2 separate regions of the Mus musculus genome follow, and region 2 is linked to region 1. The links are chromatin contacts, called in public Hi-C maps. All regions are on one chromosome and are shown on one strand. The core of a region is the stretch at or near the end of the contact, and the rest is flanking DNA. Distances in the headings are between cores, read along the strand shown.

What was found. Hi-C and Micro-C count contacts between places; a contact is called where the count stands out from the background.
Region 2: a Hi-C map of uterus shows a contact between it and region 1. The contact joins two enhancer-like sites. A contact is called at or near these places in 2 of 15 datasets of contacts at CTCF or cohesin (large pre-B cells and pro-B cells), 8 of 484 Hi-C or Micro-C datasets (CD8 T cells, the G1E-ER4 cell line, the N1E-115 cell line and 3 more) and 1 of 115 datasets of contacts at active chromatin or transcription factors (bone marrow-derived macrophages).

What each region holds. Positions count from the first base shown.
Region 1 is chr4:95,678,955-95,686,482 of GRCm38.p6, reverse strand. All of the region lies in intron 5 of Fggy (FGGY carbohydrate kinase domain containing), which reads right to left. Among named protein-coding and RNA genes, the nearest start is that of Fggy, 130 kb to the right of the region's middle. Within about 2 kb of position 1,547, at least 93 of the 459 cell types and tissues checked have an H3K27ac peak or open chromatin away from gene starts, as enhancers often do. A contact at or near this core is called in uterus, where this site is marked.
Region 2 is chr4:95,863,783-95,870,470 of GRCm38.p6, reverse strand. All of the region lies in intron 14 of Fggy (FGGY carbohydrate kinase domain containing), which reads right to left. Among named protein-coding and RNA genes, the nearest start is that of Hook1, 100 kb to the left of the region's middle. Within about 2 kb of position 5,045, at least 13 of the 459 cell types and tissues checked have an H3K27ac peak or open chromatin away from gene starts, as enhancers often do. A contact at or near this core is called in uterus, where this site is marked.

The sequences.
Region 1 (7,528 bases), core at 298-2,797:
AGAAGACATATGAGTGTGTTACCACATTATTTTATTAAAGGGAAGAAAAATGATCTCTACATATTGCAGACCGTTCAATATTACTTCAAGACAAAAATTCACAAGGAAGTAAGAGAGAACAAGAATGGAAGCACAGAGGCTGAGTTTCACTCCCAGAGGGTCTGAGAGGGACAGGCATCCTTACTGTCTACAGGGAGATATAGCTGGACCACACAGCAGGAAGATGGTTAAGGGTAAAAGCATCCTGAAAGAGAATAAGTAAGGATCTATGGCATTGCAAGTCAGCCCTCGGCTCCTTCTCAACCCAGATCCCAGAGCTCTGGCTGCCAGGGTATAAGGACTGAAGATTAGTTTTGTGGGGATCTCATCAAAGCAAAGCAAACAACAAAACAACATATCCTATGCACATAGACAAATAAACCAAAATAGTAACAACATAAGGTTAATCCAGATTGGAAAGTTCACAGGTTCCAGGGTTGAACTACCACTATCCTTGTATACTATCTACATGGCTATCAAATTTCCCTCTAAATTCATTTCTGTCTATCCATCGATTAGTGCAGCCCTCAGCCCTTACCAGGGAAACTTCTTTGGGCAGTGGATCGTGGTAGATGGTGCAGAAACTCACTTCTGGCCAAAGTATAAAAGAGGAAGTGTCAATGGAGTATCCATCTACAAATGAGACAAGAGAGGGAGGAAGAGAGTGAGGGGAAAGGTAGGGAAGAAAGGGGAGAGAAAAAAGAGGGGGAAGGGAGGGAAAGAGAGACAGTGGGGGTAGCTTGAAGCATGGGAAGACTACATTGAAAAGGGCCTCTGCATATGCAGGGACCACAGTGCTCCTGAGCTCATGCCATGGGTGCTGCCTGCCCAAGATCAAGCCAGTCAATATTCTAGGACAGAGAGTGAAGGGCTTCTAAGCCCAACACCTAAGGATATGGGGGCAACACATTATGAGTTATATTTTCTAAACAAAGTTGGGGTGGATAGGGAGGCAGAAGAAGATCGGAGAGGAGTTAGGGAGAGGGATTGGGGGTGAATAGGATCAATACATTGTATGAAATTCTCAAAGACTTAATAAAAAAATCATATTATTTTAAAGTAAGGCTAATTGAAAGGAGCCTTGTTAGTGCAGTAGGTAGTGCGCCAGTCTCATAGAGGTAAAGATAACTGAGAAAGCAGAAAGGAGAGCCCAGCCAGTTTAGTCTAGTTGGAGGGGTCAAATGAAGGAATCGGAGCAAAGCTTAATAGCGGGCACCTGCTGTGTTTTCCTAGACAGGTAGAGAGTGAGGAAAAAAAAAAAAAGACCAAACACACTTGTAGTTCTTGAAGAACCTGAAGCAGCTTCAGCAAAAAGAAGGGGGCAGGGGGTGCTTCTTGCTCTCCAGATACACTCAGAGCAAAGCAACCTCAGAAGAATAAGCCAGCCCAGTTCCAGGGGCCTGGTCTTTCTCCGGAATTTCTCCAGCAAGACTATGAAAAGAAAGCCAGCCACAGTGCTGCATAATTTATGCACAGTTCACTGCACTGACAGGGCCAGGCCCCACTCTCAAGGGAAACCTTTTGTTCTCTGCTTGGGGAATGTAGAACCTGGAGAGTCTCAATTGAGCAAGCCAGTGAACAACAGAATAATTAGAGGTAAGGATGGGGATAAATTACCAAGATATTCCTGGCTGCAGCCTCTGGTACTTCACAGGCCTGTGATGGGTCTGTGTTGTTCAAGGCATACAAAAGACTGAATTAGCAGCATTGAAGATATTGCTCTAGGGGAGATATAATGACTGGGGCTGGACCACTAATGACATCAGCAAAGAGACAAGAGGGGCTTCTTTGGGAAGAAATAGCACTGCACCGACTGCGGCTGCTTGTGTTAGGGAGCTTTCAGGATGCACGCTTGTTACTACTGGCTCTGCACTTCATCAACACTTGCTGACAGGTTCCTGACAGAGCAAAATAATATAAGCACAGGGCAATATTGAGTTGCCTTTTCAGTTAGACTTGCTGGTAACAGTTCAAATGTGGTCATGACTACATAAAAAAGCTGAGGTAGTTTTCCCATGCTCTCAGAGAAAGACATCTCACTGTCAAAAACAAAAGATCAGAAGTTATTACCGAATAGTCCAAAATCTGGATGAAATCCTCTCAGTTTATGGATTTGGATTTGCCATAAAATAAAACAAAACAAAACAAAAATGATGCTAATGTGGGGTAATATGAAACACAGGGGACAGGCTGAGAAGGGTGGAATCCCTATGCAAGGCACTGTGCAGAGTCTGGTTGTGGAGGCTACTAAACCTCACAAGAACCTTAAGAAGATATTGTACTGTAGCCCCATGTGACAGGAAAGGACACAGAGGCTCAGCAAGGTGGGACAGGTCACTTGAATTAATTAGGAAAGAGTAAGGCAGACCCTGAAACCTTGTTCTAATCAAATAAAGTCTTTTTGAGAACCAGAAAGATGCATCAGTGGGTAAAGGGACTTGCTGCCAAGCCTGACAACCCAAATTCCATTTCTGGAATCCACAAGGTAAAAGAGAGAGCCCATTCTATGGCTTATTCTCTGATCCATATGCATACCATGGCACATATGTGCCTGAACACACACACACACACACACACACACACACACACACACACGACACATATGCTATCAAGTTGACTCTTGTTAATTGGATGTTCACTCAGGATCATCAAGGAAAATTACTTCATAAGACACTACAAAAGCAAAACCTGACATGGAAAAGAGAAGAGTAATTTTGATGTTCTGTTTGTTTTTCCATTGCTTACCTCCTTTGTGTCTTCTTTTGTCTGTATGCATCTGTGCATGTAAAACACATAGTGGGGATTGAGCCCTCCTCCTAGAATGTCCCAATCTACTGCTTTACCCCTTCTATTCTTCTTAACAAAAAGAAAATAAGATGTCTCAGTTCACTGAGACATTTTTTACAGAGAAGCATTCGGGTAAAACTTAAGGTATTCAGGAAGGAGAAACACACTATAGCCATGGATAACAATGAGACGCTCCCTGGAGGGGAAATTGGCTCTCCCACTTTTCAGGATGCCATTACTTTCAGGGACTCTTTGAAAATTCTATACCAGTGCTCTGAAGTGTGGCTTAATGTCTTCTGAGCATTTTTTGTTTCTCTCAACCTTCATGCTTAAGAATACCTAACTGTCTTCCTTAAACCCAACTTTGTTTCAGTTAAATAAAAAAGGAAACGAATATTTATTTTCAGAGTTTAGTTATAAAGGCAATGTATTAAGATTTAAGAATAAACAGTAAAAAGCAACCATGGAAAGGCAAATGGCTTCAAGGACACTCAGAGCAATCTGGCATTAAAAAATGCCGAAAGGTGGCTGGAGAGATGGAATAGCAGTTAACAGCACTCACTGTTCTTCCAGAGGATCCAGGGTTGGTTCCTGGGAGAAGAGGGAGGTGGTGTGGGTTAAGGTGAGGCCGGTGATCCATATGTGCAAAAGTTAGAAGCAAAACAACACAATACATACAACCCACATCTCAAGGTGTAAAACCTCCCTGCTGAGTTCTTCACACGTAGAGAAGATACTGGTTTCCTCCTTCCTCCTCTCTCCCCTGCCTATAATAAATACCTATGCATATCTTTTAAGCACTTTTATACACCAAATAGGTAGATGCCATCATTTGTCTTAATACTTTTTCTGTTGCTATGATAAATTCTTTGACAAAAGTAACTAAAAGATGAAAGGGCTTATTTTGGCTCACAGTTCAAGGAAAAGTTCATCCGCAAGCAGGAACTTGAGGCAGCAGAGAACTCTGAGCTCTGGCATTTAGCTTTGTCCTTTCTATGGAATCTGGGATCAAAGATCAGGATATGGTGCCATACGTTTTTAGGGTGTGCCTTCTCCTATGGAGGAGACTAGTCCAGTCCCACACAGGCACAGGTGAGGCCAACGACTAACCTAATCTAGACAATCCCTCATGGGGTTCCCAGATATCGCCTTAGAGGTAGTCCTAGATCTTGTCAACTTGATCATCAATATTAATACTCGCATGCTTTGTTGATCTCTGAGAGGCCAGCAGAAGAGAGAAATCTGCAAGTGACTCAATCACAGATCTAACAAATACTGCGCTGGGTAAGTACAATGAAAGCAATGTGTAGGCTGTGTGAACATAGCCTCAGAGCGTGTGGAGAGGTAAGAGTCTCTCTCTCTCTCTACCCTAGACCTCTTCAGGAAGGAGCAGACCTACAAGGTCAAGGATTTCCACTGAAGGCTCATGGCTGTGCTCAGTAATGGAAGCCATTCTTGAAACCTCCAGCTGTGCTCCATAGGTTTGCCATGTTTTTAGATCCTCTCCTGCAGGAACTGAAGTTCACAGCTCAGTAACCGAGGCTTGCAATGGCTTCCTGAATCAGAAGCTGCCTGCAGTGACCATCTAGAGATTTATCACTCCAAATCCTTGTCTTCAGGGTCCTATATTCTACTTCTTCTACAGGGTCTGTCCTAGCATGCTGGTTACTGACACTGAGGCAGGTTCACAGACATCACCATGCCCCAGTATGATCCCCAGAAACTGAGAACACACATCACTTTTTAGCCCAAAGAGAATTTACATGCTCCAATGTCAACTCCCTGGCCTATTCTGTTATAGAATAATTTGGTGTATGTCAACAGCAGTGAATGGGTTAATGTGAATAATTTCCATCTCTCATCATCTGTCAGTCCCAATGGTACCCCAAACTTTCTCATTGAGAAATAAAGAACTGAGAAGCTATAAACATATTTAAAGTTTACGTGTCTGTATGAAATGCCTGAAGAAACAGCAAAATTATTCTAAAACAAGTGATTAGGAATACAGGAAAGTAAAAAAAAAAAAAAAAAAAAAAAAAAAAAAAAAAAAAAAAAAGGAAGGCATTAATAAAAGGATGTTATTGTGTGTGGTAAACGATTCCTGGCAGAGGAAAAGAAGGAATAGATTTAAATATGTGTGCTTCCATGTGGCCCAGTGAGTTTAATTCCATAGGCTGTTAGGCTGTTTAATTTCTAAAAAGATGCTCCAATAAACATCGTCTGAGCTAGGAATCCTCATCAATATAAATAATCTCATGAATAGAAAATAAAGAAAAAAGTCCATCTTTTCTCGGAAGCTAGAACTGTGTTCTCAGGAGCACTTGGTGATGAGCGCTCTGTTCTACTCTGCTGTGTACAGAAACTATGACAGAGCTGGAACCGAAAAAAAAATCAGCTTTGCATCCCAGTTGGTGACTCATTTAAAGATTCAGAGCCAGTACAATGCCTTGTCTTTAAGAAATAAAGGAAATGAATTGAATAATTTTTATAAAAAGAAAACAAAATGTAAAGAAAAAGTAAAGACATATAAAAATGTCCTTAAAGCTTAGTTTACTAAGTGCTTTAGATATCAAGGTCCAGACACTGGGGAAAAGTATGTTAGTTATTTAGAAGAAAAGTATAACCAAACTTCTCACTCAAGGCAAAACCACAGCCAATTCTGTGACCAAGCCATTCAACACAGCTGGTATTCCTTCTCTGACCTTGGAACTGAACTGTCAGACATGGTTAAGAACACAGTAATGTCTGACAATGGCATTTGCATTCACTTTGCTTTCAAGTCCAAGTCTGCAACCACTATGCAAATGCCCCTAGAACATACTATCCGCACAACAGGTAAACTGGTAAATGTGGAGAACACAAGGCATCTATGTAGAACTGTAGAAATAGCCAACTCTACCTTACACATACTACGGAATTTTTGCTGAAGTGTCCTAAAAAAGGGAAGGCTGTTTGCCAGGTAACAAAGTTTAGAGGATATGTTTCAAATAGCGCACCCATTTCTTGCTCTAGGCTTTAGATGGGAGACAGAATAACTGGCTCCTGCCATTACAGAAAGGTGTTACACAGTTAGCACAGGGTCTGGGTCAAATGGGGATGCTGTTGTTACCACGGCATCCTCTGCTGCTCATCCTCCCCACTGGTGAAGAGAGCTAACTGTAGCACCTATCTCACAAACATGGTACAAGAGCAGTGTTACGGATCACGTGTCCAACAAAAAGCACTGGTGTTGACAATGTATATCATTCTGAATGGCTCTCTGGAAATCAGTGCCAGCGTGGACCTGGTTATACATACCAGAAACACCTGTGCACTCTTACACACTTGATATACTTCTTTTAAACAATTTTTATAAACCTGATTATTTAAAATAAACCTCACAAATAAACATCACACACCAAAATTCACCAGACACAAAGTCTTAATCTAGATACCCACCGCCATGGCAAGTACTCAAAGTACAAATCTTGGTAGAGCGCCTCACCTTTGGGCACCACTTCCTCTGGAATCTGATCCAGGACTGTTGACGTGTTCTGCTGTGCGCCAGTGCTTCCTGTCACTAGCCTTTACTACTAAATGGCCACTCTGTCTCCTACTCTATACTATACCCCTGAAATGCAGGCAGTGTGTTCAGCATCCTGGGATTTCTCTGAAGGCTGGGAAACACATGCTAAATGCTCATGGAATTTCTAGCTATCCCTGACATCTTCTTTAACTACTGCTGCATATATAAATAGCCACTTCGTTCCTGCATGGCAATCTGTTCTACATGTTGAACCGGGGCTCACAATTGAACTACTATTAATGCATGCTGCCTTCTTCGATGATTCATTTTAAAAACAAACAAAACCACTGACAAAGAAGAATCAGAGTTTCTGCTAACGTGTAAATAAAAAACACTCAGCTGGAGAGAAGGCTGCCTGCTCCATCTTTCCAGTAACCTACAAGAAGGGGCTTGTGGGGCCTCTTATGTGAGAAGCCATATGAAAAGGTAAAAGTGCACTTGCTGTGTGCCACACTCCTCTCACAATTTCCCCTAGGATCACCATGTGGTTTTGTAATTGAGACTACTCTTAGGGCTTATTTATAAACCAGATCTGAGGGGAAATACACAAGCCAAAATTCACTCAATTTCCCCTGTGTACCAGTTCTGTTTCTTTTGAACCTTGTAAAGCAGTTTATAACAAACAAACCATCTCATAAACTTAAGCAACTGGAGAAACAGAGATGTGAATGGTCGATGGCAGGTTTAAAAGATGCCACTACCTATCATGTGGGGTCACGGCACTCCAGTGACCCACAAGGCGGCTAGACTGACTGATTTTAAAAGTCTGAGAGGTGTACCCCATGCACATCTCAAACCGATGACACTACTAAGTGAATTACTTTAGGGAAAGATCTGTAAGCTGAGAGAATAGTGTTCAATGAACCAGAAATTAAGAACAAAGAGGAATATGAGATACAAAGGAAAATTTTGTCTGGGGACGAAAAGGATGTGTGTGGGTAGTGAAATAAGCAACGTTAGAAAGCAAAAAGTTTTTCAGTTGAGAGCATAGTTTTCTTTTTCACTTTTATGAAACCGATGAACATAAATTATAGAATAATTAAGGCAGGATAAACTGAGGGAAGCTGCTGATAGGAATAGAGAACAATAACTTTGTACAAGAGAAGATGGCAGATTCTCTGTGTGCATGTAGTATAG
Region 2 (6,688 bases), core at 3,796-6,295, 180 kb before region 1:
CAGAGGTGGGGGGGGGGGATGGATCGGTACTGTCCTGGGAATAATACTAGCCAGTAAACAAGGATAGGGACTGTAAGGAGGGATTGCTCTTAATGGCCAGGGAGACAGACAGAGAGAGAGAGAGAGAGAGAGAGAGAGAGAGAGAGAGAGAGAGAGAGAGAGAGAGAGAGAGAAAGACACCTCTAGTCAAAGTGGTTTATCTGCTTGTTTGTTTGTTGATAGTCTCCCTCCTGCACATTTTCTTTTTTGAGACAAGAACTCATTTTGTAGCCCAGGCTAGCCTCAAACTCCATCTGTATCCAAGGCTGACCTTGATTCATGCTGATCCTTCAGGCAAGGCCTCCTGCATGTTACCACACCTAGCGCTGCTGAGTGTTTTTATAGGGGGAAAAAAAAAGGGCTATCTCTGGCCTGCAGAACCCGCTTGGTCAGTTGGCATATTCTGCTGCCCTCTGTGAGTTTGCTTAGTAAGTCTTATATTGGAAGAAGACATTTGAGTGATCTGAATGTCACACATGGTCATATTCTGCTGCTTCAGAACAACCCAGGCAAACATGTAATCATGCCACCGCACTGTTTAGGAGACCATGTTTAAACCAGATAGGTACAGAAAACTGTCAACAATTCAAAACAATTTTTTTTTAAAAAGGACAAGTTTTAAAGTGAAGGTCTTAGTTTATCCTGTCCCTCAAAGAACTGCCTCAGACGCTCACCTGGGCATTTTGGAGTTGGGCTAGAAACAAGGCTACCCAAGGCAACACCTCACCTTTCAGACCTGTAACCTCAAACTTCCCCAAGGCTGAACGGAGGCTCGGAGCAGCAGCTAAAGAGAAATTGGGGTCCCGGTGGAAAGCACAGCATGAAATTCTATTCGTTGTCTGTGTTAGTCATATATGAGACTAGAAGGGGAGTCTGAATTCTCAGGTCCCAGGTCCCACTGCTGCTGAGTTTTACCACCAGGCCATTTGTCTCTGCCACTAGAAAGAAGTGGCTCTAATGAGAAGCTCAGTAACATCTTCATTTGTGACAGTCATAATGGGGGCACACAGAAGATCAGAAGGAGGAAGGAATTCCAACACATACTACAACATAGATGGATCTGGAACACATTGTTATGCTAGAAAGAAGCCAGTCACCCAAAGGCAAATGCTATTTAATGCTGCTTATACAATGTGGTTAGAGCTGTTGAAATTAGGTATATGCTGGTCAGGAGCTGTGGGAGCGGCTATGGAAGGGGCTATGCAGAATTACTGTTTCATGGGTCCAGAGTTTAGGCCCACGTGTTGAAAAGAGTTCTGGAAACTGATGGTGCTGACAGTCGCACAGGATTGTGACTGAGCCCCACTCCGTGAAACAGGAACACTCAGAAAGGGGTAAAGGGTTAAAATGCTGAATGATAGACCATATCCATTTTACCCCAACTAAATAGGAAAAAAAGAGCACAACTCAGACCACCTCCCACAGTGGTTATCTGTATTATTTTCTTCCGCATACAATGTAAAGCACAGCCTTCAATGTCTTTATATTTTTCAAAGTATAAGGGCTTCTAAAGTCCTCCCAGGGTATTTCCGTGGAAAGTAAAAAGTCAGGAAGAAACAGTCAGTTATATAAAGTTTTATATCTGCATGTCTTATATGATTTCTTATATCATATATGGCTTGCTGACCATTGACTTTTTGCCTTAGCTGGTCTCAGCTTGCTGTCTGTAAAGCTCTCTGGAAGGAACCTTCCAGTCCTAACTGGTAACTGTTTTCCAAATACTAATACGAGGTACTCTCTCACGAATTAGCTCATCTGTACTAAGCATTCTTCAGAATGTTTTGGAGCGCTTGGCTATTTCTAAAAACCTGCAGTCAGTACACGTGGAAGATGTCATGGTGGGGTGAGCAGACAGGAGGCACTCAAGTATAGGGGCCCTTGAAAGAGCACTGAGGTGGGGTTAGATGCTCTAAGGATCAGGCCTGGGCTCTGCCACCTGCTTGCCATGTGAATCAGGAAGGAAGGAAGCATTTATTAGGGCTTTCTATGCGAGGAGGTACTTTCACACATATTATCTCATTATTTCACATAACTTTCATAATTTATATACCATTTTCACAATCGTTTCCATACCTAGCTATTGCTTGAATTCATGAGTAAGGGGCTATCTTTCAAAATTCTGCCTAAAACTCCCCTTTCTTGAAAACATGGTTTCATTTGGGGCAGAAATTCTCATAAAAACTCAAGTTTGATTCCAGCTATTTATATTTTTCTATTATACATTGAAGAAAAAATAATCAGGAAAGAAACGACTAGCAAAGAATAAGGTTCTCTGCCCAGCACTATGAAGCACCCTGAGAGCCACATGTGCTTTGCTCACATTCCAGCAATGTCAGTTCTTCCTATTTTACCACCTTCTCTGATGCTCAATGACAGTGCATAGAGTTTAGTAACTGACCCAGGCTGGATCCATCAGCTTTCAAAGCCATGTGCTGGTTACCATTTTCTACCCATCTAGTTTGTGTTTGGGCATAGACTATACAACTATTTACATAGTACTCGCCAAATGTTCAAATCTCATGGATAATAAAACTTCACAATGACTTATGCATATACATATATATGTATATATATGCATATATGGCTAAATAAAGACAAATCAGCAAAGCTATACAGGATTATCCATATCAAGCATGACTGTTTAGAATAACCAAGTATTTAAGAAAAAAAAAAAACGAGTTCAAGGAAGAATACCTAAAGTGGTTGTAATGGCAAATGCCTTTAATCCTAGTACCCAGGAGTCAGTGGCCAGCAGAAATCTGTGAATTCAAGATTACCCTGATCTACAGAGTAGGTTCCAGAATAGCCAGGGCTACACATGGAAATCTAGTTTTAAAAAGAAGAGGAGGAAAAGAACGAGAGGAGGAGGAGGTGGAGCAAGAGGAGGAGGAAGAGTAGGAGGAGGAAAAGAAGGAAGAAGGAAGAAGGAGGAGGAAGAGAGGAGGAGGAGGGAGAAGAGGAAGAAGAGGAGGAGGAGGAAGAGGTGGAGGAGGAAGAAGAATTATTTCTAACATCATCTTGCTTTCTACCTTTCTTAGCTTGTTGAAACTGCATGGACCTACCATGTTCCTGGTAGGCCATGGCATGGTCGGAAGCAGCTTTGCAACCTTGCAGATCTGAGTGCAGCCCTGGTTTTGTAATATTTACTGGTGGTAGCTTCTGGAACGGCACTTAACTATTTTAAACCTCAACTTCTCCTTTGTAAACTGAGAGTTCTATTTACTGTTAAAAGAAGATTAAGTGCATTAGACTCATAAAATGCCTTACCCAGTGCCTTCCTGGCCCGAACTGTGGACTCTCAGTGGTCTTCACCACCACACTTTACCACTGCCATTGAATCTGCCTGAGAAGGTTCCAATAAGGCCACAAAAGAGCAAGTGGGTCATAAACTACACACCAAATGGCTGTGACTATCTCTTTGTGTCTCAGTTTAGAACCAGGTGCTTCTGGATTATTCCTCTGGCCCAGTAAATGGAGCAAGAAAGCCCTTTGAATATGGTTCTCCATGCTCTCTTTCTATACTGAATTTACCTTGCAACATCTCTCTCTTTCCAGAATGCTCACAAGAACTCTGAGAGACAGTGATTCTACCAGCCTTACCTGTTACTGTTTCTCTACCATCTAACACATTAGTTACTGCCAAGACAGACTCCTTGTTCTTTTCATTAAATAGACACAGGACTAGTAGAAATCTTCCAGTTCTTTTTATGGTACCTCTTGTCACCTTTGAGGACCTTAACTGCTGGCTTACACAGCATCTACCACTCTTTTGTCCTTAGAAAAGACTAGCAAAATGCCAATTCTTTGGTTAAGTAAAATCGGGCACCATTACATCTGTATGACACCCAATCCAGGAGGTTCAGAAGCGTATTTATATATTAACATCTCGATGGACTTGCACTATGAAGATATTTAGTTAATTTAACTTGAGCATTTTCCATCACATAGTTAATTTGAGTACTGTCCAGGCCAGTGCTTCCCAGTGTTGTCTTTTAACATGTCAGAGCGCAGTGTTTGGGAAATCATCACTTGTAGAGAACTTGTTTCATTAGTAAAGCTTCCTCTTGTTTCTATCAAGCCTTTGGTCCGGTTCTCTCTTCCTACCTAAAACAGCATAGAAAGAAAGGCAGGCCTAAAACTGGGTCTGATACAAAGCCACTGTAGGCAAGACTCCTCTGAAGACAGAAAGGGGCCTGTGACTGATCGGAGCACTCTAAAAGGCACCAGAGCATCTGGTGAGTGTGAGTACTGCCATCAGTGCCCCACGGAGGTGTTGAGCTTGACATACATATGTCATTTCAAATGTTCTTCCTGCTCCTTCCTCTTCTCCTCTGCCATCCCTGCTGTTAACACTTATGGCGGCCTGCCAGGCAGCCAGCCTTTCTGTGCCCTTCCAGGACTCATTTAAGCCTCATCTCCCACCTTACTAAGAGAGCACTGGTGTCATCCCCATTTTCCATGGGGTAAACTGAAGTGCAGGGAGAATGAAGAGAGCCCAGATTGTGTAAATCAGGCAGGGCATGTTGCAGATTTATAATAGGAAATGTTGCTGGGAAGCTGAGGCTCTGAATATCTGAGCCTTGGGCTTTTTACTAAGACAAAGGAGAGAGAGCAGCCCTGTCTACCTCACTCCAGCATGAGTTCTTCCAAACCTGGCTGGAAAATGTTAATCACATTACAGTTTACTAAGCACTTCCATATCCCTCATTATATCAAACCTCCTGACGATGGTTATGAAATATCACTGTTCTATTTTACGGAGGTTTGAACGGACTTCCAGAAAGCTACTATAGTAATACTGACTTAATATGATCGCCTCTCATGTTTGTCAGTAGACTTGCTGAAGTCCACAGGATACAGTTAAGGCTCAGACTTAAATCTTCCAAGGCTGAGCTTAAGTCCCCCCTCGTCCCTCCAGCATGGAGCTCGACACCATGCCTCTAGCACTGTCAGACCAGCTGTAGCAGAGAGCTTACAGCATCAGCTCGGTATGCTGTTGATGTGGCTTTTTAAAATGACTCAACATTCAACATTAATTTTTCTCCCATTGCCATGGTGATGGCTTACTACTGCTGGAAGGTGACCATGAGATGGCCAAGGCAAAATTATTTTCCTTATTTTCCTAATACTCTCCAGCAACTCGTTTTTGTTATGGTTGTTTTCATTTTGCCCTTTAATCTAATGGAATGAGGCTTTTGCCATATAATATGATTTGGGGCTTCTCAAACTGGGATCCAGGTTGAACCTGCAGTGGTCACTTAGGAGTTCAGGAGACATTCCCTTTTCTCAGAACAGAAGACTGTGTGACCAGCTTTGGTTCAAGCACCATCTATGACACTAGCTATCTCATCATATGAAGAATATTTCTGGGTCTTGTCTCATTCATTTGAAATAAGGAGGCCTATTAGGCAAGGTTAGTTCATGAATTTATATAACACTAACATAAAATTTAGAATGCAATGCATACATAAGAAACAGGAGTAGCAGTTGCAACAATGAACATAATAGCGATGATTACTGTTTTCAGAGAACAAATGAGACAGGTTCAGAGTTAGGAGTCAAAGACATTTATTGTCATTCAGCTATCAATCATGCTAATTAGCTCTTCCATCAAACCTGTTCTTTTCCTTTTTAACTCTTGACCCAAGATATAATATGCATTTACATTTATTGTTTCACCATCTTGCCCACTCAATTGTAGATGTGATGAGGATTTTACTTGTCCAAATACCTAGGGCTATTTGCTTAATGAATGAAAAGGATTTGCCAAGCAGCATGTCTGTGTCTGGCTGTGTTAGACACTAGAGATAGGGAAATGAGTTAACCGAAATTCTTATTCTTGGGGCATTTACATAAAGGGTCTTTATCAAGGACAAACATGAAGGGAATGGACATCTACCAGTGACTCTATTAATCTAATGGCATGGGTGGGATTAAACCTTACATGATGTTCCAGCACAGGGTCGGGTCCTGATATCTCAAAGCTTTAAGTGCTGAGAAGGAATTAAGCTGACACTGTTAATTCCAACCTCCGTCCATCAGCAAAGGATGATGGTGAAGGCAGGGAGGACCTGTTCCATGGCTCTTCCCAGATGTCTCCTCTGGTAGTGAAGCCAGAGGTCAGAGTCCCAGATAGAAAGCCAATCTCAAAAAGCATCCTGGGAAGAATTCTACCTGCAAGAGCTGACAGAGAGTCTCTTTGTAACAAGTCACCAGACACTGTCTGATAGACGGAAGCACCTCCCTACTAGAGAGTCAGTTTGACAGCTGTGAAGGTACACAGCCCCATGGTGACAGCTTTCCAGTCTATCTTGCTTAATAGTCAGGCTACTTTGTCATTATTTTATCATGCATCTTTAGGTATCTAAAATTCATTCATTATTTCCTGTTAAACAATGTGGCTCAGCCCTTGTGTTCAGCGGGGACCTTCTAGGGTGGTCTATACTGAGGAAGAATAAAAAGAGTGACGGGGTAAGTGGGAAACACATGGTACATTCTCTTAGATGTTGGCTTTGCTGAGGTTTCATTGCTTAACATGTGTGAAAAACGTGAAGTCTGACCCTTACAGTGTAAAGATGAGGAGACCAAGTCTTGGTCCAGGTCACAACCAGAGTCATTCAGTGACTGGCATACAATATAGATCAGAGTG